Linked DNA regions of Mus musculus: region 1 is linked to region 2. The links are chromatin contacts, called in public Hi-C maps. All regions are on one chromosome and are shown on one strand. Each heading gives the region's core, a stretch centred on a gene start, on an enhancer-like site or on the middle of the called end of the contact. The rest is flanking DNA. Distances are from core to core; before and after follow the strand shown.

Region 1 (6,036 bases), core at 334-2,833, 120 kb before region 2:
GGTCAGATATAAAACTCTATAGAAGGACCTTGTTTTCTTAAACGACAAAGATCTTCATTCTTCATTATATTTTTTTTATACCTAGCCTACTTCTTAGTCTAAAGTAGATGTTTAATAATAAAGAAATATTTGTTCAAAGCAAGGCAAATATATATATAGTGGTAGTGGGAAGGAGGGAGCGAGGGAGGAAGAGAGAGAAACAGTGAGGGAGAGACACACACACACACAGAGAATTATAAACATGTGGTACAGAGAAAAAGATTGAAATAGACCCAGCCTCCCATATCTTCCAGTTCAGCATCCATGAACTCAGCCATGCACCAATGAAAAATACTTTTTCTTGCATTTGTACTTGCTGGAGTTTTCTCTTCCTAGGTGATGCAGATATAGGCTAGATTAGACCTGATTAACAATAGACAAAAGGGCCTGGAGAGATGGCTTAGAGCTTAAGAGCACTGACTGACTGCTCTTGCAGAAGTCCTGAGTTCAATTCCCAGCAACCACATGGTGGCTCACAACCATCTGTAATGGAACCTGATGCCCTCTTCTGATGTTTCTGAAGACAGCTACAGTGTACACACATATACAAAATAAGTAAATAAAATCTTTTTTTTTTAAAGTAGATAAACATAGGCTTTTTAGGAGGCAGCTTTTGGGTGGGTTCACAGGTGGAGGTCAGTGACATCAAGAATCCAGGCTAAAGCAGCAAAGGGGTTTTATGGGTCTTGGGCACTAGGGTGTGATGAAGTGTCAGCTAGGAGTTGGGATTATGTCCATACACAATCAAAAACTGAGCCCCTTTGTGGGCACTCTTGGGTGGATTGCAGGACATGTGGAGTCTAAGAATAATCCAGGTTAGCTAGGAGTTTATTTTTTTTACCAAGGAAGCGGAGTTTTCTCTGTGTGAGCAGGGTAGGAGGGGGAAGGAGGGCAGACGGGGTTTCCCAGCTTGTGCAGGGGATGAGCAGGGGTTCCAGCCTACCAGTACTGAACGTAAACAGACTTTTTCTTGTCACTATTCCCTACCCAATACAGTACGTCACCTATTTGCGTGACAAATAGTCATCTAACATACTAAAAGTCATCTAAAGATGATTTTAAGTATATAAGAAGATTACAGAGGGAAGATTCAAATGTCGTGCCAATTTAATAATGTCTCTGAGCCCCTGGGGTATGGGAAAATCGCAAGGGGCCCTGCGATCAAACTCATGAATACCGAGGGTTAGTATACACAGAGGAGACACCAGGTGCTAAGTAGAAGGAAATCACAGAGGAAAAGGAGCTAAAAAGGTGATACTTTGAGAAGTGAAGAACTAAATCAGTTTAGAAATTTATAGGCGTGTAAGGCCCACGCCTTTAAATTTCAGTGATGTAGCCAATAGGAAAAAGAAAGAGGATTTCAAAATTATCTATCAAAAATCCTTGTCTCCAAATGCTGGCCAAGTGTCATGGGCTCGAAAATGGACTCTCCGGTGGGCTCAGGTGTTTGAACACTTGGTTGCCAGCAAGCGTTGCTGTTTTGGAAGGTTGTAGAACCTTTAGGAGGCGGAGCTTTGGTAAAGAGGGCCTAGAATGTTTGATAGCCTAGCCCTAACTTCCTGTACTCTCTCTACTTCCGGTTGCAGACAGACGGTGACCTGCTGTGGCCTTCTCCCTACACCATTTTTTCCCTGATCAGGATAGGTCGTATTTTCTCTTAAACTCTAAACTCGTCCTTCATGATGTTGCTTTTTGTCAGATATGTGAAAAGAAACCGATGCTCTCCTCAGTTGAAAGAATTCCTTTTTGGGAGTAGAACTGCGTGGATCTGGTGAATCACTTGTGAGGCAGTGCATGTGAGGAATGGGGCAGGTTCTTGAAGAGAAGAGAGGAAAAGGGCAGTCTGGGTTTGCAGAGAGTAATTCCTCGGAGTTGCAGCTTACAGCAGCTGCTCGCGGGGTTGGGAAATGTGGCTCAGTGGAGCAAGGCAGGTGAATTCTCACTACCAACCACAATCCACTGTTGGCTTCACAGTTAATACCCTGGCTCATGGTGCTTGGTTTCATGTCTAAAATAGGAACACACTCCCTAGCATTCTATGGTGCTCAGTAGCTAAGAAGAGTGCTCTCCAGAACTTAAGATGCAAATTCTTTCTGCCTGCTTTTGTATCGCAGTTGAAGGGCAGTTATAGGTCGGTTGGCGTAAGGAGCAAACATGTTCTGGAACAAACATGATCTGAAGCAATCGCTATAAGAGATTTCTCCGTACTCCCAAGGAGGTGCCTGTTTGTTCAAGAAAAGATGTCAGAAAACTTAAACCCAACACACAGAAAGAGACTTGGCTGTGGATCTTCAGAGGCATAAGATTGATACATTTCCAGGCATGACAGCCTTCCCTACCCCCAATTAATATTTATATTCACAAGTGCCTGATCCTGTATGCTACTTAGCTAGGGTTGGACACCCATTTTATCATCTCAGGTCATAAACAAGAAAAGAACTGAGAAAAGTAATGTATAATGTACTCGTCCATCCCTGCTTTCTGAACTCCATTGCTGTTAACTACCTGCAGGATGTGGTCTTTGATGATGTGGGTGACAAGATATTTGGTGCCCAGGTGTGGGAACAGAATTCATCTTACAGTCAGTTCCAGACTTTCCTAGGTTTGGTTGAGCTTGCCCTGTCATTGGACAGGGCGACTGAAAAGCAACCATTCGCCGCACACCTCACCCAGAAAACAAATTGAGAGCTTACACTTTTCCCGTAAAGAGAAACATTACAAAGAAAGCAATTTGAGTAGTAAAAAGAAAAGAAATGAAAAGAAAAGGGGAAAAAAAACCTTATGAAAAATGTGTTCTTTCTATACATGTACACAAATGTAGGTAGAGCCTATGTGTGTTCTCCTGGTCTCTGTGAAGTAACCCCTCGTCTTCCCTTTAGGGGTGTACATCTCTCCCCAATCCCATTGGTAATCTCAGGGGTCACAATCCCACTAATCATTGTCATGGCTAATCTTCTTTTAAAGTTATTTATTTATTTATTTGATATTTTATTTATATTTCAAATGTTATCCCTTTTCCCGGTTTCCCCTCTGGAAACCCCCTATCCCATCCTTCCTTGCCCTGCTTCTATGATGATGCTCCTCCACACCCCCCATTCCTGCCTTCCCGCCCTGGCATTCCCCTACCCTGGAGCATTGACCCTTCACAGGACCAAGGGCCTCTCCTTCCATTTTTGCCTCACAAGGCCACCCTCTGCTACTTATGCAGCTGGAGCCATGGGTCCCTCCATGTGTACTCTTCGGCTGGTGGTTTTGCTCCTGGGAAGTCTGGAGGGTCTGGTTGGTTGATATTGCTGTTCTTCCTATGGGTTGCAAACCCCTTCAGCTCCTTCAGTCCTTTCTCTAACTCCTCCATTGGGGACTGTGTTCTCAGTCCAATGGTTGTCTGCAAGCGTCTGCCTCTGTATTTGTCAGGCTCTGACAGAGCCTCTCAAGAGACAGCTATATCAGGCTCCTGTCAGCAAGCACTTCTTGGTATTCACAATATTGTCTGGACTTGGTGTCTGTATATGGAATGGATCCCCAGGTGGAAGTCTCTGGATGGTCATTCCTTCAGTCTGCTCCACACTTTGTCTTTGTATCTTGTCCCTGGAGTATTTTGTTCTCCCTTCTAAGAAGGACTGAAGTATCCACACTTTGGTCTTCCTTATTTATTTATTTATTTATTTATTTATTTATTTATTTATTTATTATTTTTTAATTAGGTATTTATTTCACTTAGATTTGGTCTTCCTTCTTGAGCTTCATGTGGTCTGTGAATTGTATCTTGGGTATTCTGAGCCTTTGGGCTAATATCTACTTATCGGTGAGTGCATACCATGTGTGCTCTTTTGTGACTGGGTTACCTCACTCAGGATGGTATTTTCTAATTTGATCCATTTGCTTAAGAATTTCATGAATTCATTGTTTTTAATAACTGAGTAGTACTCCATTGTATAATTGTAACACATTTTCTTTATCCATTCCTCTGTTGAGGACATCTGGGTTCTTTCCAGCTTCTGGCTAGTATAATAAGTAAGGCTGCTATGAACATAGTAGAACATATGTCCTTGTTATATGTTGGAACATCTTCTGGATATATGCCCAGGAGTGGTATAGCTGCGTCCTCAGGTAGTACTATGTCCAATTTTCTGAGGAACCACCAGATTGATTTCCACAGTGGTTGTGCCTGCTTGAATGGCACCAAAAAATGGAGGAGAGAGTCATGGCTAATCTTGATGGTCTACTTGATGGGAGGGATCTGGCGACACCTCTGGGTGTGTCTGTGAAGGTGTTTCTGGAGAACTCGTTATTGAGGAAGGAAGACCCACCTTGAATGTGGGCTGCACCATGAACTGGAACGAACCTTTCTTTCCTTCCTCGAGTTTATTTTGTCAGGCACATTGATCATAACCACACGAGTACCTAGTGACTCCCCACGCACATGTCCTGGAGCCGGATGTAGGCTTAGATTTTTCTCTAAACCTGCTTTATTTAGGGTTCTGGAACACTCCAACCTCCCTTCTAGCCCACTGACCAGAGATAAGTGTAGGTCAATGTTGGGAGAAGCCTTTCTGAGGGGATCGTGCAGATCCTCAAGTATACTGTGTTCTAGAGCTTAGATGGCAGCATGGAGGTGACCCCTCACTACCGTCATTCCTCCTGGTCTTTGTGCTCCTTTTCCATTTGAAATAAACACGGGATTGCTCTTACCAGGGTGTGTCATTTGGTTTCTGGTATAACACGTGTGTCTTTTATACTTAGGAGAAGATCTTGGCAGAACCTAGAAGACAAAGGAGACATTTCAGTTCCTAAGTGCCTGTGTACACAAGGAAACTTGAAGAAATGAACATGTGTATGAACCCCGTGACTTTATGCAAACACTTTCCTCCTCTCTGAGATCTCGTTGTCTTGTCGGGAAGAGAGTCCGGAGGACTGCTGCTTGCTGACGACCCACCACAAGCTCAGCACTTTATAGATATCCTTTCTTCCACTCTTTATATGATTTTACAACTAAGGCATGCAGATACTGTTACCCTACCTTTTTTCAGGTTAAGAAAATCCAGTCACAAAGATAAACAAAACAAAACAGAACAACAACAAAAGAGAGTCTGTGCCTGTTGTAGTTGAAGAACATAATTGTTATACACACCCAAAGTCATAACAATGTTATTCACAATAGGAAAAAGGTGGGAACAGCTACGTGTCCATTAAGAGGGGAGTGGTTAAACAGGCTATGCCGTATATAATTGGATTATTTTAGCTTTAAAAGGAGGGACATTCCAACACTCATGGACCTTAGTATGTTAAGTGGTATGAGCCAGTCAAGCAAAGCACAAATCTTGGATGATTCCCCATACATAAGATAAGAATGTTAGTCCAAGTCACAGAGTGGTGGCTGTCAAGGGCAGAGGAAAAAAGAGATGGGTCACTACTTAATAGGTGTAGAGTTTCAGTTTTGCAGGATAAAATGTTGTGGGGATCAGTTACATAGCAATGCAGCAGTATTTATAGCTATTGAGTTTTACACTAAACATGGTTAAGATGGTAAAGCTTATGTGTATTTTATTGTAACTAAAGAATAAATACATACAGATGTCAACCAAAACAACTATAGCTACCAGGGTAGCCTCCAGTTATCAGGGGTCGGGTGTGATCTGTTGTTACTGATTTATACAGTCTGACCAAATTATCAATGATTTTCCTGCCAGTGGCTCATCTCAGTGGTGTGCCACAGCTGTGGTCTGCCCTCCTCTATCAAAATAAGTGTGGGCCTACTATCTTTAGCCTTGGATTCTTTCTTTAGAGACTTACAAATATGAACCTTGAATAAAGATCTGTGTGTAGAGGACATGCCAGGTGACCCTGGGGAATCATTCCATATGGGAGGTTGGACTGTGTTCCTTTCAGGGCAGTTATGTGAAATCTTACAGTTGTCAGAAGTGATGATTTTGCCCTTGGTGACATCAGTAGAGCCCTAGGTGACATTGCAATGCTTATCCATGTCTTTTCATGGCA
Region 2 (5,290 bases), core at 1,851-4,350:
CAGGATGAGTAAGCCATAGAGAGCCATATATTCTCCCATGGTTTCTGCTTCAGTCCTTGCCTCCAGGTTCCTGCCTTGAGTTCCTGCCCTGATTTCCCTCAGTGTCAGACTGTGACATGGAAGTATAAACCAAACACACCCTTCCTTCCTCATGCTGCTATAGGTCATGGTATTTTATCAGAGCAATAGACACCTCCATACTTATTTCCATGGTGGAGAGACTAGTTTGTGTTCCATCGGCAGTGGATAACAATTCCTTTTGTCTTTCTCCTCCCCAGCCCAGTGTGATCACAATTATCATGATGCTCTAGGATTGGCACATAGCTACAGAGTATGTCGGGTTCATGCTTCTACAGTGAGATGCATGAGGCAGGGTGTTTATAAAGACAAGAGGGTCTATTTACCTCACAGTTGTAGAGTACAGAGTCTAAGATCAGTCAGCTCAACTGGAGACCAGCCTGCAATTCCCCAAAGAGCCCCACTGACTTGGTGAGGGTGCACATCACAACCAGAATTGGGTTGGAGTAAGCGCTCACATCTCTAGCCAGCGAGCAGCAAGGAAGGTTACCACAATCCCCCTCTAGAGCACTCCCAATAACTTAAGGACCTCCCATAAGCTGCCCTCACCTTCCAGAGGTTCCCCCCTCTCTCCCAGTAGCACAGCATTGGGAACCAAGCCCTTCTATGGGAACCTTTGGGGAGCATTTAACATTCAAGTCTGCACCAGTCCTCTGCTTATCTGCACAGTGGCTTATCCCCTAGATCCATGTGCTATGCTCTGTGGTACCTTAAAAATCACAGTACCAGCTGAATTAGAGCTCGGACTTTATCCCCTGGATCTTCCAAAACTCTACATCTTCCCTTGACTGCCATTCTTCAAATAGCCATGGCTATTAGCATAAATACGGTCATTGCTATTTCATATCACACGGACACTATGAGCAGTAACTCTGTGACTCCTAGTTATTCCAATCACAGTGTGTACAGAGTGTATCTGGAAATGAATGAGGAGCCTAGAAACTTTTCAGAAAAAGGAATGATGACATACTATAGTTATTCCCAGTACAAAGTGACTAAAGCTAAAAAGAAATATATGCCGATATAAATACCATCCCATGCTGGCAGGAACATGCACTGTCCTGGAAAACATTCACATTAAAGTTAAAAATGTACGCATAGATCATGTAGCTAGTGCATCTATCTCTCGGTTTTTGCACAATACAAATAGGCCTCCAAGTGCAATGCAAAATGGCGAAGCACTAGAGAAGATTTCACTGTGTATCAGAAGCAACGTGGACAGACACAGCTGCTGTGTGCGCACACTAGAATAACACATACAACAAAGGCAGGTACGAGCTATAGCCATCAGAAATAGCATCAATGAATCTCATCAACCCGATCCATGTGATGTGTGGTCTGTTTCTGCCAACTACACAAAGAGAAAGGCAGGGAAGAGACCTCAAGCTGGGAGAGATAGCTTTCAGTGGGTCCTACTACTGAGAGAAACTGGGGACCCAACAGTTTATTTTTGATACTATTTTGTTTATGTGTAGATACAAGATTTGTGACAGTTATTATATGTAATTAGTTTCCCTTTCCACTTTCACTGTGCTTATGTGCATTTGATGTATGTGTTGCATGCATGCATGTGTGTGTATGTGTGTGTGTGTGTGTGTATGTTTCTGACAGACATTGTTGGAAACTAGAAAATAAAATCACACAAGATAGTGCATTTTTTTCCAATAATAAATCTGGAACATCCCTCCACTCCCCAAAAATGAGGTGTTTAAGATAAGAGTACACATTATAGTCCTATATATTTAAGAACTATAGCTTACACCAAGAAGCTAGTAAATAAAACTTCTCTCTGGCTTCAGGACTATTGGGGCAGTTGCAGCCTCACATTGGACTATGTAACACCAATGGTCCCCGGTCCAGCCTCCCATCCGAGCCTTCCATCCCATGTTTCAAGAGCTTTGGTACCCTGGCCATGCACCTCCCAGCCCTCTAGTCTACTTTTACCTTATAACCCTCTGCCCCAGGAAGGTGAGCCAGTGGTAAAGAGCTGGAAGTAGGCGAGGATCACTGCGCTGGAATGACTAATGTCCTATTACTCCGCACATGGTCTTTAAGAGAAAGCATGATCAATACATTGACACTACCTCTTGGCCACAGACTCATTCAGAAAGTGCTAGAAGAAATTCAGAATCCAAACCCTAAGACCCTATCCAGAGTCATCCTGGCCTGGACGTAAGGGCAGCACTGCCTTTTAAGTGTAAAGAAAAGACAGCAGAGAACCTAGTCGTACGTGGCTACAGTCTCAGCTGGGCCTGGGGCTGAGGGAGACAGACAATAAGCTCCAGGCCAGCAAGCCCTAGGAACTTAGTGAGGACTGATTCAGAAAGAAGGAAAGATGACTGGAAATAGGACGTATTTGTAAAACATTCCCCTAGAATGCACGAGGCCCAAGGTTTAATCTCCAGTGCTAGAAGGAGAATTTTAAAAGTACGTGCAGGGGGGATTTCATTTTAAACACCCAGAGTGCCAGCATCACTGCATGCCTTCATTTGGGTGTCAAGTATGTTTCTTACAATTTAGGAAGCTCTACTTTTGTTCTGTATCGACATATGTATTTTGCATTTACACACACACACACACACACACACACCCCTACACATACAAATATAATTATATAATTCCTAGCACTGTATACTATGACTTCCCCCAAGCACAGCTCAACCCTAAATGATTGCCTTGTAAACACAGTTTGGCAGTTGAAGTCCTTGCAGATGTGAGGATCTACAGGGGAATGAACAGGATGCTGGGAACCTACCTGCAACTCCCCGCTGGGTATCAGCTCCCTTGGGGTAGAGAAGCTTGGTTGATCATGCATGGGGTCTGCAGAACACAGGAGTCATGGGCTCTTGTCCCCTTGCCTTGCAAGTGTCTCAGAGGAAAATTCCCTCCCCACCTCCTCGCCAAGACGAGAAAATACTGTGCTAAGAAATCCAAAATTACAGGAGGCTGTTCCCACCCATGGAGAAGCAGTAGGGACCAACTCCCATTGCCCTCTGCTTGGATTGGAAAGCTTGTCTTCCTCCTTCGAGAAGCTGGGTGGGGTTAGGAGAAAGTTGGCTTACCAACTACTGTGTGCCAGACCCATTCCTCCTCAACTTTCTGCTCTAACGCCTACTTCATTTTGATTTTGTTCTTGACAGGGGAACCTCTTTTTAATATTTTCCATAAATACAAACAGAGAGAGAGAGACAGAGAGTGTGTGTGAGACACACACAGAGACAGACAGACAGACACACACACACACAAATTAAAACTGATACCTACAGCTGTGAGGAAATGAGAGAAAAAAAGTGAAGTATTGGCCAGCACCAGCCCTCTGAATGCCCAGTTCATTCTTCCAAATAAAAAAAATAATAAAATAAAATTCAAGCTTTGCATCTCAGCTATTTTAAAAACCACATTTCCAAAATATTGCTTTTCCCTCTTTGTGAGGGAAATATGAAAAACACATGGCTTGAGTGATCCTTGCAAGCTACTAGCAACAGGTAAAACAGGAACTGGGGGTGGCTTCAAATAGATAAACACAGAAATATGCTAAGTTGGTTTAAAGGAGGATCGCAAGATGAGGAGGAAGGTGTGAAAGAGCGGAAAGCAAGTCTAAAGCCCTGGATTATAGATGGCGTAGAGCCCTTGATGAGAAAACTTATAATGTGCCTACTACTCAAGCCACACCTAATTTCCATCTTCTTTCTTCTTTTGTTCTCTCTTGGCATACTGCATATGTGGCCAAGGTACCTATCACTACACAACTCACTTTGCACAACTAGACTGTGAGCTGCCTAAGGGCAGGACCGAGTTATATGTATCTTTGACATTTAAGTAGATATAGCAAGAACTTGCTATGGCTTTGTGCATACATGAATAAATGAGTGGTGGATTCCATTCACTGTGCTGTGGATTTAACTTCCCCTGACATCTGTGATGTGACCCTTCAAATGACAGAAATGTCTCGACCCATTCCAGAGTTTTACATGTTTTTGCATTTCTAACTTGTGTCTTCAAGGCTAGTGAAGTGTGAGTCTCCAGCACCAGACGCTGGCGGAGAAGCACGGCAGAGTTGTTCATGGGGAGATATGACAAGGAGGAAACAGGCCAGCAGACTGCAGCCCTGGGACTGTCCTGGAGATCCAGAGTGCCAACGCTCCTCAAGAGAAAATGTGGGCGAGGGTGAGTCCTGACAGAAAACACAATTTTGTGATTGTCTTTTTCTCTAGTGTCACAGGGATCTATTCCTCTCACACCGTGTGACGAATGATGTGCCAAGCCTGGAATTGATATCTGGAGAGAAAACATTAATTATAGGACATCAGATGTTGCTCTGGTGGGCGGTTTTTTCATATAGATAGGCTGCTGTGCACATGGAATTTTCTTCCAACCAGAAGTCTTTGTTGCTGTCATCTGGATACAAGTGGGACATAGGAGAGCAGGTGCTTGGGCAAACCTGGAAGTCTCCAGACCTATTCAAAGAGGTGGTCTGTGTTGTGTGTGTGTGTGTGTGTGTGTGTGTGTGTGTGTGTGCTTTCCTGTGCTGATCATTTGGATAACTCCATGCATATTAAAGTGCTCCACAAGAAAATGAACTTCCTCTAGGGTAGTTCAAATTAAAATGATCAGCTGTTCCTATGAAACTAACTGGAAGGCTGAGGCAGGGGGTCAAGACCTACCTGGGCCACAGAATGTGTTCAAGGCCAGCTAAGGAAACTTAGCAAGACTGCTTCAAAGTAAAAAGAGGACTGGAGTGGAAGTTCAGTGGTAGAATGCTTGCCATACATGAGGGAAGCCCTTGATTCAGTCCCAAGCAATGCCACACAGACAGACAGACAGACACACACACCCCACACCACACAGACACATACCCCCACACCACTAACACCACATACACACTACAAAAACACCACATACACCCACACACACACAGTATACCACACATACAGAGCAACATACACTCATACCCACACAACATGCACACACTCATGCACACCACACCGCACAGACACACACTTTACCACATACACACCACACACACACACACACACACACATCATATACTACACCACACACACAACACACCACACACAGAGAGATATACATACACATACAAACACATACACCATCACCACATCCACCATTCACACACACATACACAACACATACATCATATACCATACCTTACACACACAACACACCACACAGAAACATACACACATACATA

Evidence for each region. Hi-C and Micro-C count contacts between places; a contact is called where the count stands out from the background.
Region 1: a contact with region 2 is called in a Hi-C map of pro-B cells, with 2.4 times the contacts expected there. The contact joins two enhancer-like sites. A contact is called at or near these places in 5 of 484 Hi-C or Micro-C datasets (cerebellum, embryonic stem cells, large pre-B cells and 2 more) and 2 of 115 datasets of contacts at active chromatin or transcription factors (bone marrow-derived macrophages and large pre-B cells).

The regions. Positions count from the first base shown.
Region 1 is chr13:41,542,273-41,548,308 of GRCm38.p6, reverse strand. The region is part of intron 2 of Gm32184 (a long non-coding RNA gene); the gene reads left to right. Among named protein-coding and RNA genes, the nearest start is that of Gm32401, 58 kb to the right of the region's middle. Within about 2 kb of position 1,583, at least 27 of the 459 cell types and tissues checked have an H3K27ac peak or open chromatin away from gene starts, as enhancers often do. A contact at or near this core is called in pre-B cells and pro-B cells, where this site is marked.
Region 2 is chr13:41,424,816-41,430,105 of GRCm38.p6, reverse strand. It overlaps a transcript of Nedd9 not described here. Among named protein-coding and RNA genes, the nearest start is that of Gm32448, 17 kb to the right of the region's middle. Within about 2 kb of position 3,100, at least 20 of the 459 cell types and tissues checked have an H3K27ac peak or open chromatin away from gene starts, as enhancers often do. A contact at or near this core is called in pre-B cells and pro-B cells, where this site is marked.